2 separate regions of the Mus musculus genome follow, and region 2 is linked to region 1. Evidence: chromatin contacts called from public Micro-C data. All regions are on one chromosome and are shown on one strand. Each heading gives the region's core, a stretch centred on a gene start, on an enhancer-like site or on the middle of the called end of the contact. The rest is flanking DNA. Distances are from core to core; before and after follow the strand shown. Region 1 overlaps Rab8b (RAB8B, member RAS oncogene family). Region 2 overlaps Tpm1 (tropomyosin 1, alpha).

What was found. A called contact is a pair of places that touch in the nucleus more often than the background predicts.
Region 2: a contact with region 1 is called in a Micro-C map of the G1E-ER4 cell line, with 6 times the contacts expected there. The contact joins two enhancer-like sites. A contact is called at or near these places in 1 of 484 Hi-C or Micro-C datasets (the G1E-ER4 cell line), 1 of 115 datasets of contacts at active chromatin or transcription factors (bone marrow-derived macrophages) and 3 of 9 other capture datasets (adipose tissue, liver and pancreatic islet).

Annotation. Positions count from the first base shown.
Region 1 is chr9:66,894,370-66,897,699 of GRCm38.p6, reverse strand. All of the region lies in intron 1 of Rab8b (RAB8B, member RAS oncogene family), which reads left to right. Among named protein-coding and RNA genes, the nearest start is that of Rab8b, 24 kb to the left of the region's middle. Within about 2 kb of position 1,834, at least 62 of the 459 cell types and tissues checked have an H3K27ac peak or open chromatin away from gene starts, as enhancers often do. A contact at or near this core is called in the G1E-ER4 cell line, where this site is marked.
Region 2 is chr9:67,037,093-67,040,640 of GRCm38.p6, reverse strand. The region is part of intron 2 of Tpm1 (tropomyosin 1, alpha); the gene reads left to right. Among named protein-coding and RNA genes, the nearest start is that of Tpm1, 10 kb to the left of the region's middle. Within about 2 kb of position 1,435, at least 43 of the 459 cell types and tissues checked have an H3K27ac peak or open chromatin away from gene starts, as enhancers often do. A contact at or near this core is called in the G1E-ER4 cell line, where this site is marked.

The DNA of each region.
Region 1 (3,330 bases), core at 585-3,084:
AAGGAAACTCCAGGTCCCAACAGTTTTCTCTCTTTTTTAATGTGTGTGTATGAGGTGTATGTATGCATGTTCATGTGCACATGAATGTTTGTGTATGTGAACAGAGTTACATCCATGGGGTCCTTCTCTTCCACCTTGTTGCGGCAGGGACTCCTGTTCATGCTGTGTGCCAGGCAAGCTGGCCCACAGGCCTCAGGTGTGCTCTTCCCCCAGCCTGGAGCTGGCTAAATAGACATTAAGTGCTTGCCACAGTTGGACCTTAATGACCCAGGTGGAGTCAATTTCCTACAGGAGTAGACTGCCCACTGAGCTTGCTTTGCAAGTCAATCCAGCTGAAACAAAGGATGGGTCTGTGGTCTCTCCTTATATAAGCAGAGTGCTGGATATTAAACTTTGAGCCTTGGTCAGAAACTGTTGTCTTGGCTTCATCATTCTCTCGCACCCCGTCGTTTTTCATTTCCAGCCTCTCTTCCAGGAACCCAGCTCATCCATGGCTGCTGTACAGCTATAGTCTTGGGTCTCTCTCCAGTCCCCTTCCATCGTGTGGAGGTGTGATAGGATGCAAACTGAGTACTCCTGGCTCGTCTGTGGACTCTGGGGCCCAAACTCCAGCCCTCCATTTGCATACTTTGTCTACCTCCCAACCGTATTCTTTTTTAAACTGGATATTTTTAGCCTGTTCATAGATTCATTTTCATTTACCTATTTCTCAGGCAGTACTTGAGATTGTACTACATGATTCTTTACTTTATCCTTCAAATAAGTTCTTGTAAGTGAAGATGTCTTCTGTCACCTTTTCATTACGTCAAACAGATGGGATGTTTGTGTGGATGGTCACTCTGGGGAAGGACCTGCAGGAACGTGCTTTAGGTCAGTAACTGCTGCTCTATACAGAGCCAAATGCTCAGATAACCCACTGTGCTGCCTAAAGAATTTCTTATTTAAATCTAATCCACATCTCTAAACTGCAATGTATACCTCTTTTAAATTTAGTAGACTTGGTTTTTGGGCTACAGATGAGATAGCCTTTGTTTGCAAAAATAATAATAAAAGGTAAGTTGTAAATTTAACTTGTAATATTGGGACACAGACACACAAGCATACCCACCACACACACAGAGAGAACGCTATAGCCTTCCTTCTGGCAATGAAGAATTCTTACATAAGTCTCCAGCTGTTTATTTATATTGTTGGAACTTAAAGTGAATAATTTTCTGTACTTTTCATTTATTCCCATTTCTCATATCTACTCTCAAGAATAAAACATAAATGGCCCTTTTCTTGAGCCAACTTGTAAACTTAGAAGTTCCCACTATTAAACTTGAGCCTGGTCATTCCTTCCCAGATACGGTGCTGTAGGAGGCAGAGTCTTGTGCGGTCATCTGAGAGCTTGATTTCAATTGTGAAAAGAATCTGTCAGCAGCACTCGGAGCTTCCTTGAAGATGGTTGTGCTCAGTGTCTGGCTCTGCTTCTGGTGATGGGCGTGGCCTTCAGTTTCCAAAGTGTTTTATCTCTCTTTTCTTATGTCAGCCTGAGATGTGAGTGTCTGCTTTCGAGAGTTTGTGTTTCTTATGTCTTCTTTCTAACTTAAAAACTGCATGTCATCCTTCTCTGACCTCAGAGAAACAAGGAAAAGTATTTCCTATGGATTGTGTATTTGGGATTTTACTTTATTTTTCTTGTTAGTTAATAAGTCTTCAAAATTGAACAGGGTATGTAGAGCATTGTCAGTATGCCTAAAAGTCCACAATGATTCGGATAAGCTTCCCCATTTCAGACAGAGAGATACCTGCTGTTGCTATGAGACCAGTTCCTGCATTGACCCCAACTCACCAACTGTGACCCGGGAAAGTAGGTGCTGAAGGCATGACTTCTGGTGACTCCTAGAGTCACCCCTGTTCCACTCTCCGAGTTAAGTTACTGCCTTCTGGCTCTGACTGTAGGTCATTGTGAGATGTGCTTTATGGGAATTGTAATACAGTGATACACAGATTTAATTTTAAAATACATTTTTATATTTTCATTTCTGTTGATTAAGGTAGTCTAGAACTTGTCTTGGAGTTCCTCACCAAACTGCTTGAGTTTCAGAGATATTAAAAACGTCTCTGGCTAACAGTAGTTTTGTTTTCATAACCCAGCATTTTTTTTTTTTGAAAACTGAAGTGAAAATTGGCAGAAGATGCAAAGGAACCATATCACACTGACTCTCACAGATTTGTATTGCCCAAGAGTCCGTATGAAAGGCAGCACCATGAGATGGTCTTTCCTTCTCGGCCTTTTCTCTTATGTGTTATCTGCCTGGCTTCTCCCTTCTTGAATGACTAGATAAATGTTTTGATGCAGTTTTCAAGTATTGTGTCGTCCTGCCTGAAAGTTTTGATTTCTCAAATATGTGTCCTTCTTTAGCCAAAAGATGGTGTCAGAGCAGCTGGCCCGGCTGCTGCCTCAGTGGAGCATTTTCCCCCAGGAAAGGCGGGGTTCTCTCTGGTCACAGAGATGTTGATTACACGGGCGTTCCTCTCGGTGTTGCTGAGTCAGAGTCTCTCTCACTTCATTTTGTTACTTGTGCTCACGATAGCTCCTTTCCTGTAAAGAAGGAGTAATCAAACAGCTTATCAAAGAGGGTCCATATAATTAGTCAGGAGAAAGGAGCACAGATGTACTGCCAAGAGCCTGGCAAAGAGATGGTAGGACTGGGTCCCCTGATGGGAGGTCTTAGTGTAATGAGAGTGACAGTTCTGTATGATGATTTTCCTGTTATGCAATAGACGTGACAATATAGGTTCTTTATATCTAAAAAAAATTTGAATATAGAGGTTTTCCATCAGAAATTTCTTTTGTTTCTTTTCCCCTTCTCTCTTCTTCCCTCCCTCTCTTTCCACAGTCTTGGTACTTAGCCCAGGCTAGCTCCAAACTCTCATTTCTCCTGTGATTTGGTAGTGCTGGGATTTTGGGTGCTTTTATTCAGTTCCCTCTGGGACTTTGTAATCTTCCTTGATATTTATTCTAATAGCAATTTGGGTGTTTAAGATAATTTTAGTTTCCTGTGTATTGCACTGAGCTTTTAGATTTCCAGAGGAGACCTTATCTGAGTTCATTGTATGGTGGCACTGGCCATAACGATTTCAGGTCCTTAGCCAGGTTTGGAGAGTCATGTATGGCTGTTCAAAACCAAGATGGAGAAGAAAGGACTAGTGATTTTTGGATACTTGAAGCCAGAGAAGGCTCCCATCATGAAGGTGTCTGTGTGTGAGTGCTGTTTTCTCCAATGGAGAATTAAGTCACTGACTACACTAATGTGCTTTTTTTTTAATTGAAAAATAATATAA
Region 2 (3,548 bases), core at 186-2,685, 140 kb before region 1:
GCTTATAGGACTTCCTAGGTGGGAGCTGGGACTAAGAGGGTCAGGGAGTATGTACAATACTAAGGATCTCACATGTATGAGCACTGGGTGGCTGTTTTAGCAGGGCTCATAGTCTCGACAACACAACAGTCTCTTTCTGAGTACCATGCTGGGGTCCAATAGCACTTTTGAAATAAAAGAAACTAGCAACTCCACTGGAAAGGATTTGCTGGCAGTGTTGATGTAAGGGGCCACTTTAAGAAGAAAGCTAACTCTGTGTACTAAGGGTGATTTAAGTACCTAGGAATAGTTTGCATCTGGGGTCTTGACCCTCCCCCAAATGCCTTGTTATTTCTGTCTACATCTAAATAACGAATGGGCATAGGACAGTGGACGTGTACTGACAGACAGTAACAGGTACTTAAGACGTCTTGGGTGCTGTGATAGAAAGACAGACCGTAAGGGAATATCTAGAAGAGCCTCCACCCTGGGTGGAGGGACCCAACCCGTAAACAAAAGCTGGTAAAGGTGACGGGCGTAGGTCTGTGGACACAGAACAATAATGAGGGTAGCCCGTGCGTGTAATCTCTGCAGCTAAACTGCTGAGGCAGAAACAACCCGTCTAGACAACAGAGTCTCAAAAGGAGGGCTGGAGAATAAGAAAGAGATGGGACTTTCATTATGAAATCAAACTTGTCTTTTGTCCTGAAAAATCTTCAAAATTTCTATAAGGCCAGCGTAAGAGAGGCCATGGAGCCAGAATACAGGGTTTCCCAGGCGCTGACCTCATCCTTGAAGGTTAGAGATCGGTGTCCTTTCATCAGCTGATGGGTAAACACTAGGACACTCTGCCTTTTAAATCAAGATTGAGACGATTTGCTGATGTTCTTGCACTGCTCTGCTGATGGTAGCCAGATTACTTGGGGGGTTGGGGGGGCGGTGGCAGAGAACCTTCCACTCCAGTGTCTAAGAGAGCAAGACTCCAGGGGTGAGAATCACCGACCTGGAGCTTCCACAGTCTCATATTTAAGAAGCCAAAAGGCTTGGGGTTCAGTCCTGCCTTGCCTTGCATTGATGGTGTGCTTCCCAGCATGCCTTCGCACTAAGTCAGAGGTCCTTCCCTCTGTCTTCGTAGAGAGTTTGCTAGGCAGCTCCTGCAGTTACTGTCAGCTTCATTGGGTGGTGATGGCAGAAGAGAGGAGCTTGCCATTTATATTGTGGTTCCTGCCCCTTTGCACAGACCACCCAAATCGTAGTAATCTCTAGGCACAGGACCTGGTAGTCTCTGTTTCTATTACACATCTCCAGTGGGTTCATATGACTCCTGTGTGATGCCCAGGTTCTATGCCTGTTCAGACAATGGGTCTTCATTCTGTAGGCTATGAGCGTCTCCTCCGGAAGTGTTCCCTGGATGTAATGCTGCTGCATGTTCCAGTTCTCCTTCTGCCAAAACTGGCCCAAAGGAACCAGCCCTGAAGCCCAGCCACTGCCTAGGCACCCTGTGTTTAGACCCCCTTGGCTGGTCTTGTTGGAGGACATTAAATACCCTGAGTGTCAGAGAGTTCAGGGTTCTAAGAAAAATGCTGGGGGAAGAGCGTGAGGGATAGCTACAAAGCAGGGTTCAGCTGGACCATGTCAAGAGTCAAAGGAGAGTGTGAGGAAGGGCTGGGGGCAAAGAGAAGGAAGCGGAGATCGAATGGGGTGGGCCTCCGTTAGTTAGGGCAACCTTGTGTGCGGGAGAAACAGGAAAGAACATGGGTTTCCATGGCTTCCCCTGATGCTCCTCCTGCCCTAGTGACTCAGTCCTGCCTCTGCCCATCAGCAGTCATCCTGTGAATGAGTAGAGTCCTCAAGGTTCGGCTCCTGTGTAGAGAACTTAGAATTTGATGCTACAGAAGTCTTTAAAAAAAACAAAAAAACCTACTCAGATTTCTCTGATTTTTCCAACAGCTGCAGTAGCGAGTATATTTACTCTCATAGTAAATGATAATCATTTTATTATATAAGACTATGATAAGAAGGGTACTTTTGAACATGGCCTGGGTATTCTAGAGGAATCCATATAGGTACTTGTCTAATAGTGCTCTTCTTGCAGTAACAGCCCTGGTGCTGGTCAGAGTCTAGCCATATAGGTTAGACTACTTGAGGTACTGGGTATTGGGAGGTGGCCCAGAACTTTGCACTCTGGTGTCAGAAAAGAAAGAACTGGGCTGGGAGTGGGGGAGTTTACAACCACCAATCCCAATGGATTTTCTGTTTTTGTTTTGCTTTTTAGGGTGGTTTTCTGTCCCCACTTCCACCTCCCCCCCTCTTTTTTTTTTTTTAATTTAAAGAATTTTTTTCCTAGAAATGAAACACATACAAGATGAAGAAATTTAACCCAACCCTAAACTATATCCTGAGTGTGTATTAATGTGTGTTAATGTGTATATATTTCCTATTAAAGAGGCTGGAGAAATGGCTCAAGAGTAAAGGCGCTTGCCGCTCTTGTAGAGAACCCGAGTACTGTTCCCAGCACTCACAACCATTCACAATGCCTGACTCCAGTTCTAGACCTGGGACTAACCTCCGTGGGCACTGCAAGCACATATGTGGTACATACTTGTAGACAAAACACTAATACACATACAATTTAAAAATTAGAAATACATTTTTATAAGGAATGCTTTCTCAAAAGGAATTCTCTGCTGTTAAGAAATTGGTTATTTCTCTCTCCCCCAGCCTTCAAGGAAAAGCCGAGTCATTCAGGCCCTTCCCAGCTTGGCCCAGTTATGAGCTGGTTTCTGATAATGACTGACCCCGAGGGCTGGTTCAGTTGTAACTAGCACTCCTCCTCCAAATCATTTCATACTCGCCCTGCTTCCTACCGCAGGCATCCAGTCACTACACTGTAGTTTTTTCTTTGAGATAAATGTGTCTAAAATATTTATGTTTTTTGTTTTTTGGGTTTTTGGTTGGTTGGTTTTTTTTTTGAGACAGGGTTTCTATGTATAGCCCTGGCTGTCCTGGAACTCACTCTGTAGACCAGGCTGGCCTCGATCTCAGAAATCCGCCTGCCTCTGCCTCGTGAGTCCTGGGACTAAAGGTATGCGACACCACGCCCAGCATGTAGTTGTAAAAAATACTGCAGTCCTTCACAGTGGCAGGAGATGCCTGTTCATTGCCCTTCTCCAGATAAAACCACCGAAGATCTAGATGAGCTCGGAACTGAGTGGTCTCATTTCTTGTGACTCAAGGCCTTGACCAGCTTTCTCTAACTGCACGTGCGTTTCCCATTCTCTCATGAGCTTTGAAAGGTTCTGTTGTTTTAATTAGGGTATTTTCAGTTGCTCAGCTCTGTAGACATTTAAGGAGCCTAGACTTCTGTAGAGAGCTGATGATGTCTTGGAGTTTAAGCAACATACAATTCAGCAAAAACAGATACACAGAAAGCCAGTGGCGTGTGGTGTGTCTTGCTATTATTAGAAAATTGACTCCTAAATATCCCAAGGGCTCTTTAGCCTTTGATGAACATAGATTCAGAGTGGATGAGGATAAATAATTGCTACCTAATTACCAAGGGCCACCAT